Regions from separate parts of the Cyprinus carpio genome. Here region 2 is linked to region 1. A link is a contact called in public Hi-C data. All regions are on one chromosome and are shown on one strand. The core of a region is the stretch at or near the end of the contact, and the rest is flanking DNA. Distances in the headings are between cores, read along the strand shown. Region 1 overlaps LOC122145061 (adhesion G-protein coupled receptor V1-like). Region 2 has its middle 28 kb from the start of LOC122145063.

The links. A called contact is a pair of places that touch in the nucleus more often than the background predicts.
Region 2: a Hi-C map of skeletal muscle shows a contact between it and region 1, with 5 times the contacts expected there. The contact joins two enhancer-like sites. A contact is called at or near these places in 6 of 8 Hi-C or Micro-C datasets (liver and skeletal muscle).

What each region holds. Positions count from the first base shown.
Region 1 is chrA5:26,343,350-26,349,073 of ASM1834038v1, reverse strand. The region is part of intron 3 of LOC122145061 (adhesion G-protein coupled receptor V1-like); the gene reads right to left. LOC122145063 (a long non-coding RNA gene) reads left to right here. Exons shown (of 3, transcript XR_006160094.1): 2 at 3,849-3,915; 3 at 4,135-4,251. Among protein-coding and RNA genes, the nearest start is that of LOC122145063, 15 kb to the left of the region's middle. Within about 2 kb of position 3,878, at least 2 of the 8 cell types and tissues checked have an H3K27ac peak or open chromatin away from gene starts, as enhancers often do. A contact at or near this core is called in skeletal muscle, where this site is marked.
Region 2 is chrA5:26,385,189-26,391,584 of ASM1834038v1, reverse strand. No RefSeq gene overlaps it. Among protein-coding and RNA genes, the nearest start is that of LOC122145063, 28 kb to the right of the region's middle. Within about 2 kb of position 3,349, at least 2 of the 8 cell types and tissues checked have an H3K27ac peak or open chromatin away from gene starts, as enhancers often do. A contact at or near this core is called in skeletal muscle, where this site is marked.

The DNA.
Region 1 (5,724 bases), core at 2,629-5,128:
CAACTCTCATGTGCAGGGCACTAGGTAACGGTCAGGTCTGTGAATACTGTGACCCTTTCAATACAAACAACACAGTGTTTTTCAACTAAACTGAGCATCCCTGTTGGGAAATCCAAATTGAGGGGAAACTGTGCCTGTGGAAAACCAGTTCTGGCTGCTGAGTGAAGGGAAATGTGGAGTCATTACAGACGGAATGGCATTAAATAAGGCACTATTGGGATAAAAGTCAAGAGGACAGCAAGTGGTGTGAGAGGGAGGAAGGAAAAGAGGGCAGGGATGTCCGTAGTGTGCAGTGTCCATCAGGTGCATGCTGGGAAGCTTGATTCTGGGTAGTAGTGAGCTGGCGTGGAAATGTGGTAATGCTGCCAAAAAAAGCTCAGTACTGTATGTGTGGGTCATGGTATAATCTCATAAATAAACAAGCTCGTATAAAGACAAAAAACATATTCGCCCAAACATATTACTTCATAGTCTGTCATCATTTTAGTTTGTGAGCTACATTTTGCAATTTACAATAGTAAAGGTTATCTTTGAGGTTAATTCAAATCATTTTTGGGTCTGTGTGATATTTACACTTATTGTTGAACAGGACTAACACAAAAACAAGATTTTCGGAACAAATAATATAAAATAATTTCTATATTTTTTTTTTTTTTTTTGAAAGAAATTATACTTTTATTGAGCAAGGACACATTAAATTGATCAAATGTGACAGCAAAGACATTAATAATGCTAGAAAAGATCTCTATTTCAAACAAATGCTGTTTATTGAGCACCAAAACAGCATATTGGAATGATTTCTGAAGGATCAGGTGACAATGAAGACAATGAAAATTCAGCTTTGCTATCACAGGAATAAACTCCAATTTAAAATATTAAAGTAAAAAAAAAAAAAAAAAAAGTTATTTTAATAAGTAGAAAAATTATTATTATTTTATGTAGTTATATATACAAACTATATATTATACCTAACTTTTTTATGAATATCATTATTTTATGTGACCCAGCAACAACATTGTATACATTACACAAAATTGAGAACTATTTATTTTTAACTAATTCAAAACTATTTATCTATTCAGACACACATATCCCTCGTAACCTTATGCTACCAAAATACCAAAAGAAAATAATTAGAAAAGGAAAAAGCTTGAAAAAAAAATGACGTATGGAAACATTAACTATGGCTCGGCTTAGCAAAGGCTCAGTTTTTCACAAAGCTTCTTCTGTGTCACAGTAAAAATACTCAATCGCATTCAAACTAGAAACTCATTACAGGCTCTTCAGTGATACCTTCATTAATGCACACCGAGGCAAAGCCCATGTTTTTGTTCCTGTAGTCGTCCCTGGGGCGCACACCCGGGTGAGTAAACAGGGAGGGGATCCGATCGGGTTCCCATTTAATATGATCTGCTCACGTACACCCACTCAGACGACCACACCAGTAACACTAACTGCTGATGGCAGGGGCATCATCCCCCCTCCTCTAATAAGCTTTCTGGATGATTCTCTGGTCCACAATTGATCCCGCTGTTTTAAGTAACAAAAGAGACATTCAGAAAGACTTCTGAAGCTTAAAGTAGCAGCTAACTCAGTTCATCACAAACAACCCATTCAGTTCATACATCAATCTACAACAAGCTTATCACTGGCCCCTAGGCAACCTTTTATCCTGCAGTAATGTGTATAAATACAGGCAACGTAGCTCCGGCTTAACGGTTCCTGATTAAAAAGACATCAGCACCTCTGTCATGTGAAATGCATGGCCTCCAATGACATAACAAAAGTTGGTTGGGGGACAGCGATTCATTCAAAGGCTTGAGAATGAAGATGGCTGATAAAGAGCCACGGTGGAGATTAGAGGACCCTGTGTCTGGGACCTGGAGACAGCCCTCAAGACCAGATGCACTTGATAATGTGGATCTACTTACCCTTTCAGTGCAGTCACTCAAACCCATAACAGGGAGTGTCAGAAAATAGACCATACAATCTGATACACGTTGTGTTTATAGGACGGATGTACTGCACTGCACTGTACCATAAACAATATGGGTGTAAACAGTACATGTGTGCAGAACAGTTCATGAACTCATATCACCATGAGGTAAAATTAAAAACCACCTGTACAACAACTGTCTAATCTGTTTAATTCACAACTTGATTTTACGACATTTAGTATAAATGAGCAGTACGAAAATGGATGTTAGAAAATGAGAAACAAAAAATTTAGTGAGGTTTATGAGAAAGTGGGGGGAAAAATCTGTCTGGAATAAGACACATTCTAGAGATATACAGAGTAAAAATGATATGATGAGACATAGAAACAGAGCCGTGTCAGGGCTGTCATCATGAAGACTGAGAGATGAGTCACTCACAGCAGCATTATCAGCTTTCTGATGACAGACAACGTCCCTTTCTTATCTGACCTAATGCCCAAGAGGACAGACAATAGCTATTCCTTGTATGGTTGTATGACGGACGTAAAATATGTGTTTATGTAAAATAAATAATAATAATAAATTCTCATAACCTCATTTGTATCAAAAGAAGTATGTCATCTATCTACCAACATCTATGGAACAAAACAAAATACATCCATATTGAAATTTAAATTATCTGCAAAAAAACAGTTAAATTCAGGTAAATGTGTCATGTTTTAAAGGGTGTTTAGATATTTCTGCAGAGCTTACAAATTAATATTTAAAAAAAAAAAAAAATATTATATAAATTATACATTTGTTTTTGCACTTCATGCTACCAGTTTAAATAACTGAAACAAAATATTCAAACATGAAAACATCAAAGTTGCTATGGTGAGAAAGCAGCTGGGAATGTAAATGTAAACAATATTTTTGAAACTATATTCACAGTTGACTTGGAGTCTCTACAGATATATTTTACCCGGAGGAAGATACTGAGCTTAAAATAGCTATACACCATGCATTAAAAACATTATGTCTTGACTGACAGGCAGATGACTGGGGAACTATGCATGTTGAAGTGGGAATGACAGCCCAGCCAGGAGCTGCAGAGTGAAAGCTACTTCAACATGTGCAGTAAACTGCTTTAGTTAAAAAGCATTTATTGAAAGACAAATCAATATGAAACAACACCAGTGGCTCTGTGAATGATGTGTCTGCTTTATGTATGTCACTGTCCTTGAGACATCTTCTACAAAATCCCAAACTCTGTAGTTATGTCTTTTCTTACGAGAGCGAGAGAAAAAAAAAAAGGTACGGTACATGAGTCATAATTTCTCTGGGCAGCCACAAAGCATTTAATGGGCTTCTGTCAAACAACGCTCTATAACCATGCAGACGTCCTGTCACACAAGTTGGCAGGGAATGGAATTGAAGACATGTCACTACAGTGTGAATGACGATAAACTTGTTGCCTCCTTCTCAAGTGTCGGATGCTGATTTGTAAAACATAATGGTTAGATGAGTACCTGATAAAAGTAATCTTGCAGCAGTATATACTGAGCTTAGAAATAGCTTTTATTACATTTTGTTTTGTCAAGATCATGCAGGGTTATGTGAAGAGAAATAATTATCCTTACTATTAATAATAATAATGATGAAAATAATAATAATAGATAATATGTTAATGAAAAAATAATAATGGATGTGCTTCTGTGATCTTTTAAAATAAATCTTTTAATCTTCCCTTAAAAGATTTAATATGAGCACAGATGTCTTTCATTTACCTGAGAAGCAGGTAAATGTATGTGTTTCTGTGTAGTCTGCTGCACACAGAACTACTCCAGTGCTGTACTCCATTACTGCACCTTTGAGTGCTACTATATATAGATACTGTGTTAGTCACAGATGCACCTCCCCCTTTTCCAGAGCCGACTGTAAAGGAGTCAAGCAGTCTGTGGCCTCGAGCTGATTTCCACACACATCAGTCAGACAGGTAAACCTCAGTACCAGCCCTGTGGACATACTGTATGTACTGTGTAAAACAAACATGTGTGAAAATAATCTAGAGCAGCCCAATGATATACATTATCTGTGTACAAAACAATCAAACAACTACTAGCACCAGCTGACGGAAATGTGTACATGCAGCGTGATGTGAAGGGAAAAATTGCAGGGTAATAATATAGCAAAGATCTGTCTGCCTTCCCCTCAGCTGGGCGGTTTCCTGTCTGGAGGATGCATATGTGTTTGTCATCAAGCAACAAGCAAGATATATATTTGGCTCAAGGTGTGGTATAAGCTGCTGTTTTGAAGAATGAATCGGTCTCAGCTCCACCTGATAGGTGATGTTTTTTGCATCTTCTTCTCTGATGACTATATGTTTCCATGTACTATACTAGACTGAGTTAAATTGTTATGACTGCACTTACAAAAAAGTATCAAGTTATTACCATGTTTTTAGACATGCAGTGGCTATTTACATGATTCATTCATAGAACAACAAAAAGTTGCATCACTGTCTTAAGCTCAACCTGAATTGCACTGCTTCACATTTGAGCAATGGAAAAATAATCATTTGGGATTTCCTAAATCTTCTGTTTATTTGAAAATTCAAAACAGAACAAAACAACAACCCAATCTGAATCAACAAAGAACATCTCAGAGGGTCAATATGCTCCTCACAGTGATCTGCTGCTGATGTTGACTTGGCACAGGACGCTTATAATAGCCCTGGCCAAAAAGATTACATCACCAGCGGAGCGTGAGAGATGAGTCACGTCAACCAGACGGTCCGAATCTTCAATGTGTCATTCATAACACCATTCTGGTTCTCAACTGCCCTTTTTCTTTCAATTTGTCCCCCCACTTCCTATCCCACCCCCTCCTCTAACAGCTACCGGTCTGAACTAGCTGGTTCCAGACTCAGCAGCATCGTGGGTGTTTCCTCAGCTACTTTTGTTCAGTGGGAGCCAAAGGCACAAATATCTCACAAACATCCACCTTCATCTCTGCAATAATTTCTTCTTTCTGAATTCATTCTCTTCCAGCAACATCTGTCATTGCTCATGACAGGGCTTTCCCCAAACTGTCAGGTCTGACGTGTTTTTTTTTTGTTTTTTTTGCATAGACTTTCATCAGCCAAAGCATTTTTAGGAGTGTGCCTCAGACATGCACTACGTGAATATGCACTGTATCATGGTGGAGCGCCTCAAGAAAAGGATATACACTAATGGCTGTGGGACATAGATAGCAGGTCAGTGTGGGAAGGCCACTCCTGCTATGTAACTCACATGTCCACGTGTAAGACATGAAAAAAATATTGAGGATATTAGATGTGTGGGTGGCTGTTCATAAGGAAGTCTTTATCTTCTACATCCTTCTAAATTAATTTCCGCAATCTGGTTTCAGACGGAAACTTGTTAAGACCTTGAAAAAAGAAAAGCTGTTTATGTGAGATGATAAAAAAGCACTGTTAAATGTTTTATGATTTCAGCAATTTTAGATCTCAGATCCTCGCTGAACTTAAAGAACAGTTCTGACTGAGAAAACATTAGTTTAAATATTCTAATTTGGAATGTTAAGCTGATTAATCATTTGTGTTAACTGAAAAAGACAAGTAAAGTCAAATGATCTTAAGCATTCACAACATTATCCATTATTGCAATTAACATTTGGTCCAGTGCTCATGTTTATGCAACATTATTTTGTTATGAAACACATAACTCCCACTAAATGTTTGACTTACTTACACTATCAGTGCTCAGACTAACAAATAAACACATACAAACTGACAAATACACAC
Region 2 (6,396 bases), core at 2,100-4,599, 43 kb before region 1:
GGGTCAAGTGAGGTAATAAACTTTGACCAGCAGGGTTGGTTAAAAAATACTAGCCTATAAACTAAGATTCATGTTAGAACAGGCCAAAATAAAGAAAATTGTTACCGCAAGTTCTAAGTCATGATACAAAAAAAAAAAAAAAAAACACCTGTGGCTTGAATTCATATAATATTTATTGAATTCAGTTCCTTACAATATTGTCGTCTAATGGATTTGATTTTTCATAATCATTATTGACACTGAAATGCCTTTATGCCAATTTATTGCTCAGATTATTTATTTCATGTACAAGCCCCCAGTTTCACAGACAAGGCTTAAGCCTAGTCCCAGATCTAAATGTAAGTCTGAGCGGTTTCAACTGAAATAAACTTGCACTGATTGATCTTAAAATATGTCAGTGCCCTTGTTTTTTTTTTTTGTTTTTTTTTTGTTGTTGTTTTTTTAAGGCACGTTTATAAAAATTACTTAAATGTCCTAAATTAACTATGGACTAAATGTCCTAATTGAAGCAAGGCCAATATATACTGAAGTCAGGCCAGTACATATTTTAATCTATGGTCATTTTTAAATGGGTATTTGCATTGCCTGAGATAAGTATGTGAGGTTACATATTAATTTTGGCCACAAACTTATTATTGGTTTGTTGTAACATATTTAGAAAATCCATGGTAGTTGCATCATTCATGTGTTATGTTTATTGACTGAATTTTAGGCTCACACATGCAGGACAGAGCCTAAGGGGTCAGGAGAATGTCTCTTCACCTCCTCTCTGGGGTTCTCTAACTACTTTTATTAAAAGACACTTGCATTTTTAAGGTGTGCTTTTTTGTTGTTTTAAAGCCCAATGATCCAGTTTTATTTTCAGATTGTTTGTTTGAATTTGTTTGTGTATTGTAAGTGAAATGAAAGTGGAAAAAGTGGAAAAATACAATAAAAATTAATGAATATATATTTATTATCATAAATGTATATAAATTGAATGTAAATTAACTATAGTAAATGCTAATTAAAATAAATTTCACGAAATAATGCATATTTAAATAACATTTATTTTAAAGTATTGTTAACACATTACAGCATATACTTGAATTATTATATTACTATATTTACACACATTTGTCAGAAGTTGTTTCAAGTTTAAATTTGTATTTAGGTCAGTGTTGTGATTAGGCCTCTCAAGGCCATTCATATTCCTTCCTGTCAGCCACTGTATAGTTGTTTTGCTAGTTTGCTTTGGGTTATCATGCTGAAAGATCTTATCTTATATTTAACCTAAGGGCTGCCGTTTCACAAATGGCAAATGAGGACAAGATAACATGAGGCACTGAAATGTGAAATGCCTGGGTACATCCTCACCCAGCTAAGCTAGCTGCAGCTGGCGGGTGTATTACATAAGTCTACAACTGTATTGTCTTCTCTGCAGGCAGTCGAGTGCTGCTTCTAGGATCTATGATGACTCAGCTTTGACCCAGCACTTTATTCTGTCCTGCTAGGCCTCTACTCCATTGACTCTTGCAGGTCAGGTCCTTTGTACCATGCTGACCCTGGGCCCCAGCAAACAGAGAGGTGGGATTACTAGCAATGGCAGCTGCTGATTTAGTCCATGCTGACACTGTACAGGTCTCAGCTTTTCTCAATAACTGCCAAATCCTACTGTCGTGCCTCCTTACCACGAGCCTCGTGCTCAAAGGGGAACAAAGCTTCTAGAAGATACAGTCATGCTCACATAACTGTGTTTGGTACATTTTATATCTTGTGGCCTTTATTTAAACTGTTATGACACCGGTTTGTGGGAAATTGCAAATAAAGTCTCCTGATGTAATTTCATCTTATCTTCTGCTTACCCTTTATTAATCTTCACTGCATCTAGTTTCAGTCTCTGTTAGCTCTATTCCCTTTCTGTTTTCCTTCGCCTGTGTCATCCCTAATGTTCTGTACCACATAAAGAGCAGATTTGATGAGATAATTGACTGAACATCTTCTCAATGTTCTCATCAAGAGCAGGAGAGGAGAACACTGACCTAGAGCCTCCTCAGATACTTTGTCTATCAAAATATCTTGTTCACTCATAAATTGTATATACTAGTACAAGTGGCACTTTCCACAAATTATACAAAATGGGGCATGAAAAAATGTCATTTTAATTTTTTTTTTTTTTTTTTTTTTTTTTTTTTTTTATTGTCAGTGAAATAAGGTGCTTTACCTTGAGAAAATGTTGATCAACCTCAGGTTAAAATGATTTTGTTTTCTCTAGCGATGAATATTAAATGATATTTAATATTCACAAATTACATTTTGCATTTTTGTTAAAAAAAAACAACAACAAAAAACAGATATATATTTATATGCAAATAATACATACATTGTGCAAAATGTGGGACACATTTAATTGAAATCAGTTAATTGTATTTTCAGTAATTAAAATCAGTTAAACTTATTTTTGCTTATTAATTTTATGACTATAAATTCATATCCAGGTTAATGTAAACATTTTTACATATATGTATGGTTTTAATTCTTGTAAAAAGCTGGGATTGTCAAGGACTCTGAAGTGGAACCGTTTTCTTGAATTTTTCAGCAGAGACAAGTGATTTTTGTGATTTTACTTTTAGAGCACTATTTCACCTTTTAAAACTTGTTTACAACTTCTCAAACTCAATTCACTTTATACTGTGACATATAAAACCAATAATATAGTCATAAGTCAATCTACATGAAACTCAGTTTTCCATCCAAATGTGTGTGTCATGATGTAACATACTGTAAAACCCAAACATTCACACCCATCTGTGACCATGGCAACAAAGCAAACACAACTAGTGAAGGGAACAGCTGTGAGAGCTCTCTGAGCTATTGACATGCACAGGCCAGTTGCTTCATCTTGTTTTGCAGCATGGCTGTGGATAAGAAGGAGGGAACTTGATAGTATGAGATTTCTCAGGCTAGTTGAGGTCCCTGAGTTTACGACTCCCAGGATAGACTGCATAACTTTGGGCTTGTCCACTCTTAAACTATAGGGGCAAAGGTTCAAGTTCCTGACTGTTGTGAGCAGTTTCATTTCTTGATTTAGTGTTATGATAGTAAGCAGCATTAATTTCTGTATAGTTTCAGTGCTGGCAAATGGATTCTATGTTTAATGCTTCTCTGCACAGATTCTGCTTAATACAGGTAATTAAAGCTTATAAATTAATTAATTAACATGAATTCATTTTTATTTATTTATTTAGCCGCTTTAGTTAATCTACTACGTACAGTTTCCTTTTGTGCTTTCTCCCTCAGTCATGCTTTGAAGATACCTTTGAACTCTTGCAGAGTACCAGTATAGAAATCTCAGGGGTGGTGATGTGTCATGAATTATTCATGATAAGGAGACTGAGGCTGTGCTGTACAAAGGGTTGACAATTCACACTGTGGCACAAATACAACTGTTATATCAGTGGATGATTAATAGGACACTAAATAGAGAATGTGTCTGCAGAGGTTTGTGGATGGGGTGGGGAACAAAAACACAGTGTTGCTTTGGTGGCCAGCAACATTGATAGGCCTATAGTTATAAATCTGGCTTGGCAGAGTTTAGTGTGTAAGCTTTCAGAGTGGTAAAAAAATTATATATATATATATATATATATATATATATATATATATATATAGATATATATTATATATATATATATATATATATATATATATAATATATGTGTGTGTGTGTGTGTGTGTGTGTGTGTGTGTGTGTGTACCGTGATTCCACCATTATCACAAAATCAGACTTATTTCAACACACAGTAGTATCACTCTTCAATGATTTTGTATTTTTAATTGAATGAGTGAATGATTCAGTGACTCATTCATAACACATTTCAACACAATCACCAGCATTTGTGAACAAAATGACTGAATCAATGACTCACTCAAAAGATGGTCACTTGCCGCTATACTGTACATTTACATTTAGTTAGTTAGCAGACACTTTTATCCAAAGCGACTTACAAATGAGGACAATGGAAGCAATCAAAATCAACAAGAGAGCAATGATACGCAAGTGCTGTAACAAGTCTCAGTTAGCTTAACGCAGTATATGTAGCAAGTTTGTTGTTGTTTTTAATATATAATAAATAAAAAGAAAACCGATAGAATAGAAAAAGCCTAGAGCAAGCTATAGTGTTAAAGACCTTTTTCGCTTTTACTGTACTGTTGCAACTTGCAACTTGCAACCTGCAGAAAGAGTCGAGGTAGCTAACTGTAATCTTGGAAAAACAAACAGATCACAATAGCATAGCATCAAATTAGTAATAGAATTTCTGCTTCAAATCGTTAAATGTACCTACTTCGGTTATGATACTGAACCATATAGTCTATTTAAACTTGATCTTATGTTTAAGGTGATGTCATTTGTACTGTCCCTGCTCAGTAATACATTTTTTACATTGATTTCTCCAGTAAAGTGTTAACTTTATGTCTCTGCAGTCAGCTCACTGGCTCAAGCAATGGCATGACTTTTGGGGCAGGACTAAGTCTCTGTGCGACATTTGGGGGAAGTGTATGAGAAACCTGTTTGGAAACAGTCAATATTTTTGCAGTTTGGTCACCTAGTGGAGCATAAATACCAAATGACCCAATGCATAAACATTTAATGCCACTGAATTCATGTTCTCAGTTATAGCAGGAAACATGTGTATGTTATGTAACATTTTAATTAATAAAATTTAAAATAAATCACACCAAATAGGGACTGGGCAGCTCTTTTATTAGGGGAAGTAAGTTTCCTTCTGCTTCTAGTACCATCGAGTTTCCTTTTCAGGCAACAGGCTGACTCACATACCCTCTGTTTCTCCTCTCTTCCTGAGTCATGATGAGCCTTGATCCCTCCTGTGAGTCTGAGCTGCAAAACAACAGGTGCAGCAGGAGCCGACAGCTATAAGAACCCCCCCCCCACTACCATCCCAACACATGCACGCACAAACATTCACATTTTACTGCCTGAGACTCCTTTACACATCTGTTAAACTGCTTTTGCAAGCTGGAGGTAAAAGTTAAAAATTTGCATTGTGTTGTATTCTGAATAAATGTGCTAAAACTGACGATTTGCTATAGCTACAGTGCAAGAGAAAGATGAGAGTGAGGTCGATGCTGCCAGGGTAAAATGACTCACGTGAACCACTAACCCAGTTTCTTTTGCCCAAACCGCTGGATATTCCAGGCCTACAGAAAGGTATTACTTGCAATAATTTGCAAGGCCGACAAACAGCTCAACCAATGAGTTTAGGGGGACTGTTTGTTTGTCTCACCAATGGTAGATTGGAGGAGTGTTTGGGAAATTTGTTCGGAAATAATCATTATTAGCTTTTATGTAGCACCATAAAGGTTTAAATTCTACAAGTTTGGGTTCTGTTTTTTGTAGATTAATTACCATTTAGATGTAAATATGCTAATTCTCCTCATTTAAATTGAATTACTTCATGATGATCAAGTTTGTAATATTTCTCAGCAGCACCAATAACCATATTAAAATGTATGGTTATTAAAGAAAGTACTATGTGAAAGCACATTGTGTGCTGCTGCAGTTATGCTGCTTTTGCAAGCAGTGTGAAATATGTTATTTTTGCAATTCCATTTGGTGCTGACAGTGGCACGGAAATTACACACCACACCTTTGGTTTAATAATTCCCTTGTGTTCTTTTCTTTTTGCACCCAAGCACTTGTGGAAATGGAGCAGCTTATTGATGGGAATAAGATGCTTTGCAAAAAATTGTTTGTTGTTATTTTATTTTATATTTAATTCTTATTATTTTTTATTCCAGTTCAACCAAACAATTTTTTTTTTATTTTTTTTTTGCTTTTGCACTTCATGACACCTATACACATGTGCTCAAGTATCCATTTCCGTTTTGATGAAATGATGAACACATGTTGGCTTTATTAATTTTCCATAACATCTGATACCCTGAGTAAGCGTCTACTTACACAAGGAGGTCCTGGATCCAATATATCTGCCCAACAATTTAAAATGACTCCTGGCATGACATAAGACTGAAGAATATCCAAGTTATTCATATACTTGTTGGTGGATATTAGCTGATTAGCTGCTAGAGTTTAGGTATTACCCCATCATGCAAAATGCTGATGAAGATTTGAGTAATGGTACAGACAATCTGAGCAGATTCATATCATAACAACTGGTGGTTATGTAATGGGGGAACTGTTTGCACTCCAGATCTGCATTCGCCTGCCTCTACCTGGCATTCATCTCGGCTCCTAGCAAATAAAACAGACAAACTACTATTCCTCACCCGCACAAACAAGGACTTTTTAAACTCTGCTGCACTTTGCTTCATGGAAACCTGGTTGAACAGAGCCATCCCGAACAGTGCACTTCATCTAATGGGCTTCCTGCTGTT